Linked DNA regions of Macaca mulatta: region 2 is linked to region 1. A link is a contact called in public Hi-C data. All regions are on one chromosome and are shown on one strand. The core of a region is the stretch at or near the end of the contact, and the rest is flanking DNA. Distances in the headings are between cores, read along the strand shown.

What was found. Hi-C and Micro-C count contacts between places; a contact is called where the count stands out from the background.
Region 2: a contact with region 1 is called in a Hi-C map of CD4 T cells, with 2.8 times the contacts expected there. The contact joins the promoter of API5 here to the promoter of TTC17 in region 1. A contact is called at or near these places in 2 of 14 Hi-C or Micro-C datasets (CD4 T cells and liver).

What each region holds. Positions count from the first base shown.
Region 1 is chr14:22,214,844-22,221,232 of T2T-MMU8v2.0, reverse strand. It overlaps TTC17 (tetratricopeptide repeat domain 17), which reads left to right and starts at 1,829. Exons shown (of 24, transcript XM_015114425.3): 1 at 1,829-2,013. The coding sequence starts at 1,855. LOC106993251 (a long non-coding RNA gene) reads right to left here and starts at 2,385. Exons shown (of 3, transcript XR_003722563.2): 1 at 2,121-2,385.
Region 2 is chr14:22,257,317-22,263,936 of T2T-MMU8v2.0, reverse strand. It overlaps API5 (apoptosis inhibitor 5), which reads left to right and starts at 3,699. Exons shown (of 14, transcript NM_001257933.1): 1 at 3,699-3,865. The coding sequence starts at 3,797.

The sequences.
Region 1 (6,389 bases), core at 580-3,079:
CCGTCTCAAAAAAATAAACAAACAATAAAATAAAATTCTGAAACACTCCCTGTTGCCTATGTCTAAACTCTAAGAAAGAAATTCTTACAACATGCCACTGACTTCACCTTTTCTTTTCTTGAGACGGATTCTCGCTCTGTTTCCCAGGCTGGAGTGCAGTGGTGTGATCTCCGCTCACTGCAATCCCCTCCTCCTAGTGTTCAAGCAATTCTCTGCCTCAGCCTCCTGAGTAGTTGGGATTACAGGCGCCCACCACCACGCCCGGCTAATTTTTGTATTTTTAGTAGAGACGGGGTTTCACCATCTTGGCCAGGTCGAACTCCTGACCTCGTGATCCACCCACCTCGGCCTCCCAAACTGCTGGGATTACAGGCGTGAGCCACCGAGCCCGGCTGACTTCACCTTTTCACTTATTATTCTGCCTGAACCAGTACCTGAGCTCCAAGCCTTTTTTCACCTGGTTGGTTGCTCTCTCCTGTACATATGCCTTCATACACCCCCATTATCCTGTATTTTAATTGTTAGCCTGCCAATAATATCTCACTATATTGCACACTGCTCAATGGTGACATTTCCAAACCCAGAGACTATCAGAGTACCAGGCAAAAAGCAAATAAGCCATATATTTTTAATGAAATGAATGTTCAGTCTTCAGGTCTTTAAGTAAAGCTGTTCCTGGAATGAAGAAAAAACAACAACATGAAAAAACCAATGCTGTGGTTGTTTCTATATTTCTATAGTGTGGTATTTAAACACTTAGCAATTGCTCTCCCGCATACACTTGTGTAGGGAAGCGGTTAAACAATATTTTCATCCTTCTTTTCCCAAGGAGAAAACCAAAAGCATACCAATCTTAAATAACAAACACAGAGGACAATCTTGAAAGACCTAAAATGACCTATCTAGCAAGAAGCTGGCAGCCAAGCTTGTCATCTGCCTGCCTGCTGGTTCACTAGAGGGAAGTGGGTCTCAAACTTTAATATGTATACCAGTCACCTGAGGCTGTTGCTAAAATGTAGTCTGATTCGGCAGGTCGCAGGGGAGAGGGAGAGGAGCCGATAATGTGCATGTCTAAAAGCTCCCAGGTGATGCCAATGCTTCTGGTCTCCAGACCTAGACCTCTAGCTTAGACGTGTGCTGACCAGTACTGTAGGCACATGCGGCTATCTATGACTAGATAAGCTGTCAGTGTAAAATACCGATTTCCAACACTTAGTGGAAAAAAAAAAAAAAAGGAAACTACCTCAATGATGTGTACCGACCACATTGAATTTATATTTTGTGTATTTTGAGCTAAATAAAATGTACTAGTAGGATTACTTCCCTCTATATTTTACATTGCACACGTGGCTCGCATTACCGGACAGCGGTGCGCTAGACTAACAACCGTCTCCATTCTGAAGCTTCCAGTATTGTGAGACTTTAAGAAGAAAAGCAACACCTCTCTTCCCATAGGTGGTTCGAAAGCACACCTTTTGTTCCCCAACTATTTACCAGAAATAAAATGAAAAATCAAAGATTTAAAAAACAACAAAACTGACTCCTCTCACTTCTGCTTAAGCTCCACCTAAGCCACTGCTTTTCTCTCCTTCCGGTTCCCACGCTCCGAGATCGAACCACCCACAGAAAAACAATAACTAAAAAGTGGTCTCCATCCCTGAAGCCAAGCTGGGAGAAGAGCCGAATGTCGCGCTTCCTGGCCGCCCAAACCCAGGAGGAGGAAACCTGATAATCAGCGAGCGACGCCTCTCGACTCCTCCTCCTGCTCCTCCTCCAGCGCCGACCTTTCCAAGATGGCAGGCGCCGGAGACTAGCTTCCGCTTCCGGTGTGAGTGGCCCGGCCGGGGGGGCAAGATGGCGGTGGCAGTAGGGGTCCGTGGCCGGTACGAGCTGCCGCCTTGCTCCGGCCCAGGCTGGCTCCTCAGCCTTTCAACCTTGCTGAGTGTGGCGGCACGAGGGGCCTTCGCCACCACGCACTGGGTCGTCACGGAGGACGGGAAGATCCAGCAGCAGGTAGCGGCCGGGGCGTCCCTCTTCGCCCGTGCCCGCCCTCGCCCCGGGGGGATTCCCCTGCTTGGCCCCTGGCTGTTGGGCTCCGCGCGGCCCCGCCCCCAGCCTACCTTCACACTGTGGTGGCACCGCGACCCCGGCCTCCCTGCATTCGGACTAGGCACTTCCCGCTCCCCACTTGTCTCCTGGTCCTCGTTTGGCCGCCTGGAAGTTCTCACCCTTCCACCTCGCGGGTCGCGCGCCGCGTGGGGAAGAGTCGCCCAGCTGCGGGGGACGGGCCCTACGGACCGTTTTTTGGCTCGGGGTTTAGAAATCACAGATTTCAGGATTCCTGCCTTTGGTGCTTCTCGGGCTCACGCGTCACCGGCCCTCCCCGAGGAAATAGAAAGCAGGTGGCAGCGCCAGGGTGTGCGCGAGTCCCAGGGTGTGTGACAGCTTCTGCACCCCTAGCCTGTGGACCATTCATGCTGCTCCCCTAGTCTCGTCTACCACATGGTGGATTTCGTTTCTGGCTGTGTTGGTTTCAGCTTGTACCGTTACTTAGGTCAGCAGTGGCTCATTAGAAACAGTATAGAAACACTCCCCTTCCCAAAGAATGCTTGAAGATGCCGCTGGTGGCGTTGCCTGCATCTTTTCAGCTGTTACTGCCCTCGTTTCCCAGTGTACTTTGCTTTGTTTCTTTACCTAGTTCCTGTGACCCAGCCTCGCATAGAGGATATGCGATTTCCTGGATTCTTGTATGCCTGAACTAATTCCTCAGAGGCGAGACTGCTTTTCTTATATAACTTTATGATTGCCTGCATTTTGTAAATGCTGCTGATGCCTAAGGAGTGTGTACGTGTGTGTTCCGCTACAGCATCTTGGTAAACTTACTGACTTCGAACACTGGAGAACAATCTTGAAGTGTCTAGCAAACATACAGAAAGTGAATTGTGTGCCGCATGCAGTGTAGCCCACTGATCTAAAACGTTTTAACTAGTGTGGTGGGAAATTACTGGTCCTTTGGGTTGTGTGTAATGAATCATGATAGGAGCACATTGCAACGTTTAAGGTGAGGTTTACCTTTAGATTTGCTGTGTAATGTAATGGCAAATTCTATCTCAAATATAATAAGTAAATTAAATATAATTAAAAATCCGCCTAGGTGTTCATGAGTGTTTTTCAGCATATCTGAGAAAAGACCGTCTTCCTATTGGGTAACATTTTCTATGTGACATACATAAAGAACAGTTTCATTTTCATTGTCATACTAGCTGAGAGTTTAAATATATGTGTATGTGTTTCAGAAACCCAAGAAAACACTGTAAGTCCATATGTGAGTGCTGGTTGCTTCCACCCTTCTTTGTTTCCTGATGGTGGTTTTCCGTGAGGTCTTTATGAAGGGAGACGTGGAATTAAGTCACTCCTGCTGCAATTTGGGGAGCCTTTCTCCTGTTGGCTCTTCTGCAATATTGTTTTTGGCCACAACTATTTATACTCTATGACATTGACTTCTTCCCATTTTGGTGTCCTACCGCCCAGCTGAAAAAGTAGCCCATCTAAAAAGTGAAAGCTGGTGGCAATGTTTTATGTATATGCTTAACATTGCAGTGGGAAAGTAGAGTCTTTTTTTTTTTTTTTTTTTTTAACAAATTCCTTCTTTTTGCACTTTGGATACATATGTATTAATGGGCGAAAGCAGGGGTTACTGGAAATTGCCTCAGAGTAGAGGGGGACATCTGAAGAATCTTTTGGATCTCTGCCAAGTCACTCCTGCACTAAGTAATTAGGCTTAAATTTTAAAAAGTTAGATTTCTTTATTACATGACTTTTTAAGTGATCCTTTTCATTGAATTTTCCAATTCTTTGCTATACATAACATTTATAGTGTTATGTTCAGGCAGCCGCAATATTTTATGCCAGAAGAAATAAGGTTGGTGTCTACAGTGTAACAATAAGAGACCAGGGGATGAAAGTTGGATTTAATCTGAAGAAAAGGTGCCACATCTGAATAAAGTAAAGGAGTTGGGTGCTGTGGTGAGCTGCTGAGTTCCACTCTGATAGCTGATTGTGCATGACCCGTGCTTCCCTTCCTGGCAGTAATTTGTATATAGGTAGAATCCAAACTCTCAATTTAGGTCGTGATTAATTATCACATTTGGGTATACTGTACTTAAGGACTTGAAATATCCTTTTAGTATATGAAATCCATATATATTGCAGATTTATTTGTACATTCAGAAACATAACTAATTAAAAGCTTAGTAAATACAGATGCTTCTCAGCTTATGAAGGGGTTATGTGCTGATAAACCCATTGTAAGTCAAAAATACTGTAAGTCAAAAATGCGTTTAATGCATCTAGCAAGCATTGTAGCTTACCCTAACCTACCTTAAACTGCTCACAACACTTACATTAGCCAAAATTTGGGCAAAATCATCTAACAGCCTCTTTTACAATAAAGTGTCAAAATACCTCATGTAATTCATGAATACTTCACTGAAAGTGAAAAACAGAATAGTTGTATGGACACAGTACAGTTGCTACCAAATGAGTATCACTTTTGCAACATTGTAAAGTCAAGAAATCTAAGTTGAACCATGGAAAGGTGGGGACCATCTGTCTACTTTGTCCTAACTGACATACCAAATTCTTGCTACTTATTCTTGGTTACAATATTTGAAAGCAAAAGTGTGATTTCAGTTTTAAAGTGACCTACTACCAGGGAAAGGGCTAAGGGCTAACTGGATTGACAGCTTTTAGAAAATTAGATTGGTATATACATACCTTTTGAGAACCTTTGATATTAAACCTATCCAAATTAGATACATGGGTCATTGTTTTCCACAGTGATCGTAAAGAAGTACTTATGACTTAAAAATCTGAATTGCCCAAAATACAGATTTAAGCGGACATTTTTGATCATTATAACTTTCTTTTTTTTTTTGAGACGGAGTTTCACTCTTGTTGCCCAGGCTGGAGTGCAATGGCGCTATCTCGGCTCACTGCAACCTCTGCCTCGCAGGTTCAAGCAGTTCTCCTGCGTCAGCCTCCGGAGTAGCTGGGATTACAGGCACGCGCCACCACGCCCGGCTAATTTGTGTGTGTGTGTATTTTTAGTAGAGACGGAGTTTCACCATACTGGACAGGCTGGTCTTGAACTCCTAACCTTGTGATCCGCCCGCCTCTGCCTCCCAAAGTGCTGGGATTACAGGTGTGAGCCACTGTGCTCGGCCATTATAACTTTTTAAGCACAGCAAGGAGTCTTTACCAGGAGAGATGAAAATTCATTTGATTTTTTATATTTCAAGGTTTAGCAGACAATAAAGATAGGCACCCACCAGTTACATACTGCAGACTTGTCAACATGCGTATGTATTGGAAATGGTACATCCTTTGGTGGGTTTAAAGGGGGGCTTAAGTAAGAGCAAGGAGCATACATTCCTGCAGGCAACCTCTTCACAATCAGAGCTGGGCTGCTGCAGGCAGCAGCTGGTGTCCATTACGTGGCATGGCAGTTAAAGGAATTATTTCTTTCTCTTTTAGAGATGGGGGTCTTTATTGCCCAGGCTGAAGTGCATGGTTATTCCCATGCATTGCAGCTTCAATTGATCTTCCCACCTCAGCCTCCTGAGTAGTGGGGACTACAGGCTTGTGCCACCATGCCCAGCAAGTTGTTGCATTTCACAATCCTTGCCTCAGCTAGGAAGCATACCTTCCCCAATTTTTAGGTTATGTTTACTGAGCTGCCACTGAATTCCCAAATATAGTCCAGGGAATCCTGGAGCTGGAATGTGGAGAGAACATTCTAGTCACTAAGCTCCTTTTCCACTGGTGTCAGGGGAAAGAGAAACCCCCTCTTCTCCTCTTTGGCTCTGTGCTGTTTTCCTAGCTTTGGGCTTTGACATACCTCTGATGCCCTAGTCTCTGTCGCTGGTACCTGGAACCTAGTAAGGCCGTCTCACTTTATTTAAGCAAGGGTCCTTAACTTGGACCCCATGGACTTAAGAAGTGAGCTATTATAACCTAGTCACTAAAAGGATCACTAGCATCATCAGGCCAGTGGATCTTTTGGTTGACTTTGTGAAAAATAGGTTTCAGGATAAATTTTGTGTTGTTTCATTTTGAGGTTGTTTTTGCTTAATCACTAGTTTGGCAATATCTACTTTCTATTTTCTGTTTTTTATTAAGTGTCTGGCAATTTACTTGCATCAAAGGTTAAACTTTTGTGAATTTGCCTAAGAGCCTAACCACTCTATAGCACTTCATTTCGTTGAAAAAAATGTATGTTCCATGTTCTAGGTAGCAGCTAACAAGAGAAACTCTTGAAATGTTACCAGTTTGTTAGCTGTGGCCTTATTGAATCAAGAAGTTGTATTGCTAGCACTGAGTTCTCTGCC
Region 2 (6,620 bases), core at 2,450-4,949, 41 kb before region 1:
GACCAAGAAGCATTCACAAGCCTGATGAACGTGGCTAAGTAATAGACTGCATCAGGAAGAGCGGTGTTGAATGAAACTGCCTGGCAACTTAGACAAGGGTGAGGATTTTTTTCTGTTTGTTTGGTGGTTGTTTTTGTTTTTTGAGACAGAGTCTCACTCTGTCACCCAGACTGGAGTGCAGTGGCACCACCTCGGCTCACTGCAATCTCTGTCTCCCAGGTTCAAGCGATTCTCCTGCTTCAGCCTCCCGAGTGGCTGGGATTACAGGCGTCTGCCACCACGCCCAGTTAATTTTTGTATTTTTAGTAGAGACAGGGTTTTGCCATGTTGACCAGGCTGGTTTCAAACTCCTGACCTCAAATGATCCTCCCACCTTGGCCTCCCAAAGTGCTGGGATTACAGGTGTAAGCCACCGCACCTGGCCGTCAAGGGTCAGTTTTAAAGGAGTTTGTATGAATAGCTATATTTTAGAACATAGAAACACAAGTTGAGTTTTTTTCCTCTTCTTAAATTTGTTTGTAAAAATGGATACATAAAATATATTATGTGTATATATTGGCATACTTATTGTAATGAATTAAAACATTAAGCCAAAGCAAAGGTCCCCCAAGCAAACACCGCTTTATTTCCTGCCCCAGATTGCTTTTCCTATGTTTAAACATGTAGGTATCACTACATCAAATACTTAACTTGAAGGATGTGATCAAAATACAGCTTTATTGGCTGGGCACAGTGGCTCATGCCTGTAATCCTAGCACTTTGGGAGGCCGAGGCAGGCGGATCGCTTGAGTTCGGGAGTTTGAGACCAGCCTGGGCAACATGGCAAAACCCTGTCTCTACTAAAACTACAAATGTTAGCCAGGTGTGGTGGCATGCGCCTGCAGTCTCAGCTACTTGGGAGGCTGAGGTGGGAGGATGGTTTGAGCTCAGGAGGTTGAGGTTGAAGTGAGCGGAGATCATACCACTGCATTCCTGCGTGGGCCACAGAGCCAGACTATGTCTAAAAATATACATACATATATTATATATTAAACTATAATATATAAAAACATATGAGAATAATAAAGCTATATATAGCTATATATATAAATACACACACACACACACATATATATATACAGCTTTCTTATTGTCTTCCACCACCTCTTTAACATTTATTCAGGTGGTGTCTTAGTCCATTCATGCTACTATAACAAAATACCTTAGAAAGGATAATCTATAAACAACAGAAATTTATTGCCTCAGTTGTGGAAGTTGGGAAGTCCAAGATCAAGGCACCAGCAGGATCTGGTGTCTGATGAAGGCCTGTTCTTTATGGATTGTGCCTTCTGTGTGTCCTCACAGGGTGATAGAAGGGGCAAACATGCTCTTTCAAGCCTCTTGTATAAGGGCACTAATCTCATTAGTGGGAGCAGAGCCTTCAGGACATAATCATCTGTCAAAGGCCCCACCTTTTAATAGTATCATTTTGGGGGGTGGGTTTCAACATATGAATTTGAGGGGACACAATCATTCAGACATAGCAGGTAGGGTCATCTCATTCCAGCCCTAGAGAGAAATTCTGGCAGAACCAGCCTTTTCTGCTTCAGAAATTAAAACATCCATTTCAACATGTGAATCCAAACTTAATTTCCAACCAGATCTTGTTCTCTTCTCCAGCTGAGGTTGCTCCCCATCTTGCCTTTCTTCTCTATATCCTCCACTCAGTTTGGTGGGCAGCTTCTGACCCCTCCTGCGCAAATGCACCGAGAGGGGAACATGAGAAGAAAGGAAGAGTAGAACCTCGCAAAGGTCTGGACGGTGCAGTACCATAGGCTCTCTCTGGTCTGATAGAGACCAGGTCTGTCCTGTGGCCACTCCAAGGGCCTTTAGAGGCCACTCCCAACGGTGACCCCGTGAGGTGTTGATGTGCTGCTCGCAGTCACCACTCTCTTTCTGCTGCCATTGACTCTTGCCGTGTGGGCGTTCTTACTCTCAGGCAGAAGGACTCAAAATGAATCCAGAATCTCTTCCTCTTTTATAGGACTCATCTCTGCTATAAGGGAATCACTCCCATCCCCTCGCTCCAGCAAAATCTGAGAACACAGTAGATCCCAACATGGCCACCTCCACTCTGCAGCCACGGGTAACCTGAGCTTATCAGGCATGTCCAGTCCTTTGTGTCTCTCAACCACCTGGGACCATATTTCAGGCTCCTCAAAATGGCCCCACGCTTGAGGGAAGGGGATAGAAATTGCCCTCAATGTACTCACAAGAACATCTTTCTCTAAAACATAAAAATAAAAAAATCTTATCACCAATTGCTCTCATTTCATTCCCTAATTCTTTTTCTGTTTCTCCATGAAAGTCCAAATTGTAATTTTTTTAACATTGAATTTTACACTTGATTTCTTATTTTTAGACAGGGGTCTTGTTATGTTGCCCAGGCTGGACTTGAACTCCTGGGCCCAAGTGATTCTCCTCACTTAGCTTCCCACATAGCTGGGACTGTTGGCTATCACACTCAGCTCTAATCCTTTTTAGGGTTGGAAATTTATCCTCAATCTAACTGAGAAGTACAAGAGCCAGTGAGTTCTTTTGTAATCATTTCCTGTGTATATTCTGTACAAGTGGATCTGGCTTTGAAATTTACAGTGTATTAGAGTTTGATGTTTCAATCTTGAAATTTTAACATCCTTTAACATCCTTTTACACATACACACATAACTTTGTTTTGTATGCTTTGTATGTTTTACCTAATGGGATCATCTTATACCTGCTTTTTAACTTTTTTTTCTTTTTCTGAGATAGAGTTTTGCTCTGTGGCCCAGGCTGGAGTGCAGTGGCATGATCTGGGCTCACTGCAACCTCTGCCTCCTAGGTTCAAATAATTCTCCTGCCTCAGTCTCCCAAGTAGCTGGGACTACAGGTGCGTGCCACCATGCCTGGCTAATTTTTGTATTTTTAGTAGACACCAGGTTTCACCATGTTGGCCAGGCTGATCTTGAACTCTTGACCTCAAGTGATCCACCCACCTCAGCTTTCCAAAGTGCTGGGATTACAGGTGCGAACCACAGCGCCCAGCTATATATAGACATGATAATTATATAATATATATATAAAATTTCATCTAAACTTGTATCTTAGAAATTCTTATCAGTAAGCGTACGTGATTTCATTTATTTATTACTCTCTTGGATACTATACATAATCAGGTGGCCCCAATTCTTTACACTGGCAGCAAAGATATGCAAATTCTTCCAGCAGGCCGAATTTGACCCCACACTTGATTAGCGTGGTGGACACAGAGGGTTTTTAAATGGCATAGGAATGCTTTTTGCTTCCCACCGGACCCACTACCCTCTATTGCCACTGATTAATATTACCTTCCTTGAATCAGGAGGAAACCGTTTGTGACTTCTCATATGTAAGATCCTCTAAGGGCAGAAACGCGATTATCTTTGTATTAATCTCCCCGCCCACCCCCACCCCTCCCATCGAGAGCCTCCAGTCAGGTTCAAGCTTTCAAAAAGGCGTGAGATAATCCAATCATCCTTGCCGCTTTTTGCTCCTCCAAGCTCTAGAGGGCGACAAAAATCGCGGAGGCGCATTGGAGTCTACTGAAGGCCGCTCCCGACGTGCGCGTCTTTACGTAGACGTCGGGGGCGGAGCCGCGCTGTGAGCGGTGACTGGCGGCGGCACTGGCGGCAGCTGGAGGTGTAATAGTGCAGGTAGTGGGGTTGGAGAAGTTCCGAGGCGGCGGTGGCGCCGGTGAGGACTAGGATAGCGGAAGCGGGCCCTGGGCTTGTCGCTCACCATGCCGACGGTAGAGGAGCTTTACCGCAATTATGGCATCCTGGCCGATGCCACGGAGCAAGTGGGCCAGGTGAGTGAGTCCCCGGGCGGCCTGCAGGGCCCGGCGCTCCGCGGCCTTTCCAAAGCGCAGCCCGCCGCGCTCTCCCGGGCCGGGCGGGGGCTGCGGCTTCATCCTCCCGGGGGAGCTCCTAACCTCCCCAGGCCGTCTCGTCGGGGTGGGCCTCTCTGGGAGTGTAGACTCTGGCTTCACCAGGGAGACCGCGGTCCCCAGGGTTCCAGGCTTCCCTGCCTCCCTCGCCCAGCCTTTTCCCACCTTGGCGTAACCTAACTCAGCCTGTTCAGGCTCACGTTAATTCTCCTCCCGGGCTTTCCTCTACAGTATTCTCTTAAGCCTTTCTCCTTTCCCGTCCCCTTTTCTGAACAAGATTAGATCGGGAGTTTTCTTCAAGAGGTCAAGATGTGTTGTTTTTTTGTTTTTGTTTTTGTTTTTTTGGAGGCAAAATTCTGCTACTAGTTGAAGAAGAGTGTTTAGGAGACAGAAGTTTGTAAGAAACAGAAGAGGGACTCTTTGGTCCAGACTTTGATGAGGGCTCACGGTTTCATTTATTCAGTACATTTTTTGAGCGCCGAGCGCTGGAGATACAGATGGAAAGGTCCGCGCGCTCTCAGAATGTACAGTTAGGAGGGAGTGTAGTGAGTGATGAATAAGAAAGGCATTGTGAGGCCCGGCTGGGTGGCTCACGCCTGTAATCCCAGCACTTTGGGAGGCCCAGGCGGGTGGATCACGAGGTCAGGAGTTCGAGACCAGCCTGAGCAACATGGTGAAACCCCGTCTCTGCTAACAATACAAAAATTAGCCGGGCGTGGTGGTGCGCGCCTGTAATCCCAGCTACTCAGGAGGCGGAGGTGGGAGGATTGCTTGAACCTGGAAGGCGGAGGTTGCAGTGAGCCGAGATCGCTTCACTGCTCTCCAGCCTGGGCAACCGAGCGAGACCCCGTCAAAAAAAAAAAAAGGGTTTTTTTAAAATTATTATTTATTGTTTTTAATGAAACGTGTTTGAAGAAAATAAAACAGGGCTGGGCGAAGGAGTGTGTGAGAGTGCAGCTCTGAATGGAGTTCTCTGGAAGAGCGCTCTTGCCATGCTTGCCGCGGATACACAGTTTCTCAGCAGTGAATTATCCATACGAGCCATTTGTTCCCTGTATGAGTTTTCAAGTAGCGGAGTACATTGAACTTGATAAGTGGCTGGGAGAAGAACCAGGAAGTCCTAGAGGCAACTTTGATAATTGTTTTAGAAATCCCACACCATAGCTTTTCAGTGCTTAGTTAGAACTTTGTGATTTTTCTGCTTACGCATCCCTTCTTGGAGAAAGTGGAAGATTCTAGTCTATTAACAGTCGTGGGAGTACCTTTCCCGTCCCCTTTTCTGAACATAATTCAAATAAGACCTTTCTGAGCTGAAAGAAAAAAAAAATTCATGTTGGAGCTTTATTGTAGCTTAATCTAGAATTGTGAATGTACCAGTTTGAAATAGGAGATGATTTTTTTTTCCCTTCATTCCCTGTCAGTAGGGAATTTCACTATTATCAGTGAGAAATGTATACGGATATTCTGTTGTACATGTGGATAGAGTGTGTAGGTCGGTTGTGAAGGAGGAATATTCTCTTCATTAAGAAGATAAAAACTGCCGGGCATGGTGGCTCACTCCTGTAATCCCAGTTCTTTAAGAGGCCTGGGTGGGCAGATCACTTGAGGTCAGGAGTTCGAGACCAGCCTGGCAAACATGGTGAACTCCTATCTCTACTAAAAATACAAAAAATAGCCAGGCATGGTGGCGTGCGCCCGAAGTCCCAGCTATTTGGGGTGGCTGAGGCAGGAGAATCACTTGAACCCAGGGGGCAGAGGTTCCTGTGAGCTGATACCAGGCCACTCCAGTTCAGCCTGGGCAGCAGAATGAGACTCCATTTCAAACAAAAAATTAAAAAAAAAAAAAAAAGATAAAAACTATGTAGGATCAGTTTGAATTTGTTATTCCTAAAAAGAACTAGTAGTGAAGATATTCTCAATCGTATAATTTTTCTGGGACTTAGTTGGGTAACTTTGTAACAAATTGTTCTACCTGTGTTTGATTTTGTTGCACATCAGTAGAGGGGATAGGGTGAAAGCTAGAACTGTGGTTCTGTCAGGAATCTTTCTAAGAAGCCTTTGAAACCGTATAGATAATGCTGTCCCATTCCCCTACTTTAATTTTGAGATTTGCTTACATTTCCTTCTCATGTCATCTTTATAAAAACCAGATTGAATTGAGAGTTCTCCCCCAAGGAGTCAAAATGTCTTTCTTGCAGCAAAAATGTATTTGCAGCAAAAATGTACTCTTTATTTAGTAAGGGTACTTGAGACAAGTTTGTGAAAAAATGGAAAAGGATAACTTTGTCTACACTTTAATGAGAATTCATGCTTTATTCGGTAGGTTTCACCTACCATGTACCACACACCCGGCTGGACGCTGGAATTTAACACAGTTCCCTGTAGATTATGGGTCATCAATGCGTTCTGTATTGACAGCTGTCAAGCAACTATCTAAACTCTCTCTGCATAATGAGATGTAGTGATTAGCTCAGGCTGCTCAAACATTGTGAATTTTAGGAGAACCAAAGATAATACCTACTAATTCTGCTCTGTTGGGTTATACTTCTCCCCTTTTAGATAAAATGCCTAAAATCACTTACTAAAAGACAGTAGGTTTTAGGATATTGCTTGTAATTTTAACTAACAAAGGCAAAAGCCAACTTAGTAGAGAGGATACCATTTCACTTGTTTTTAA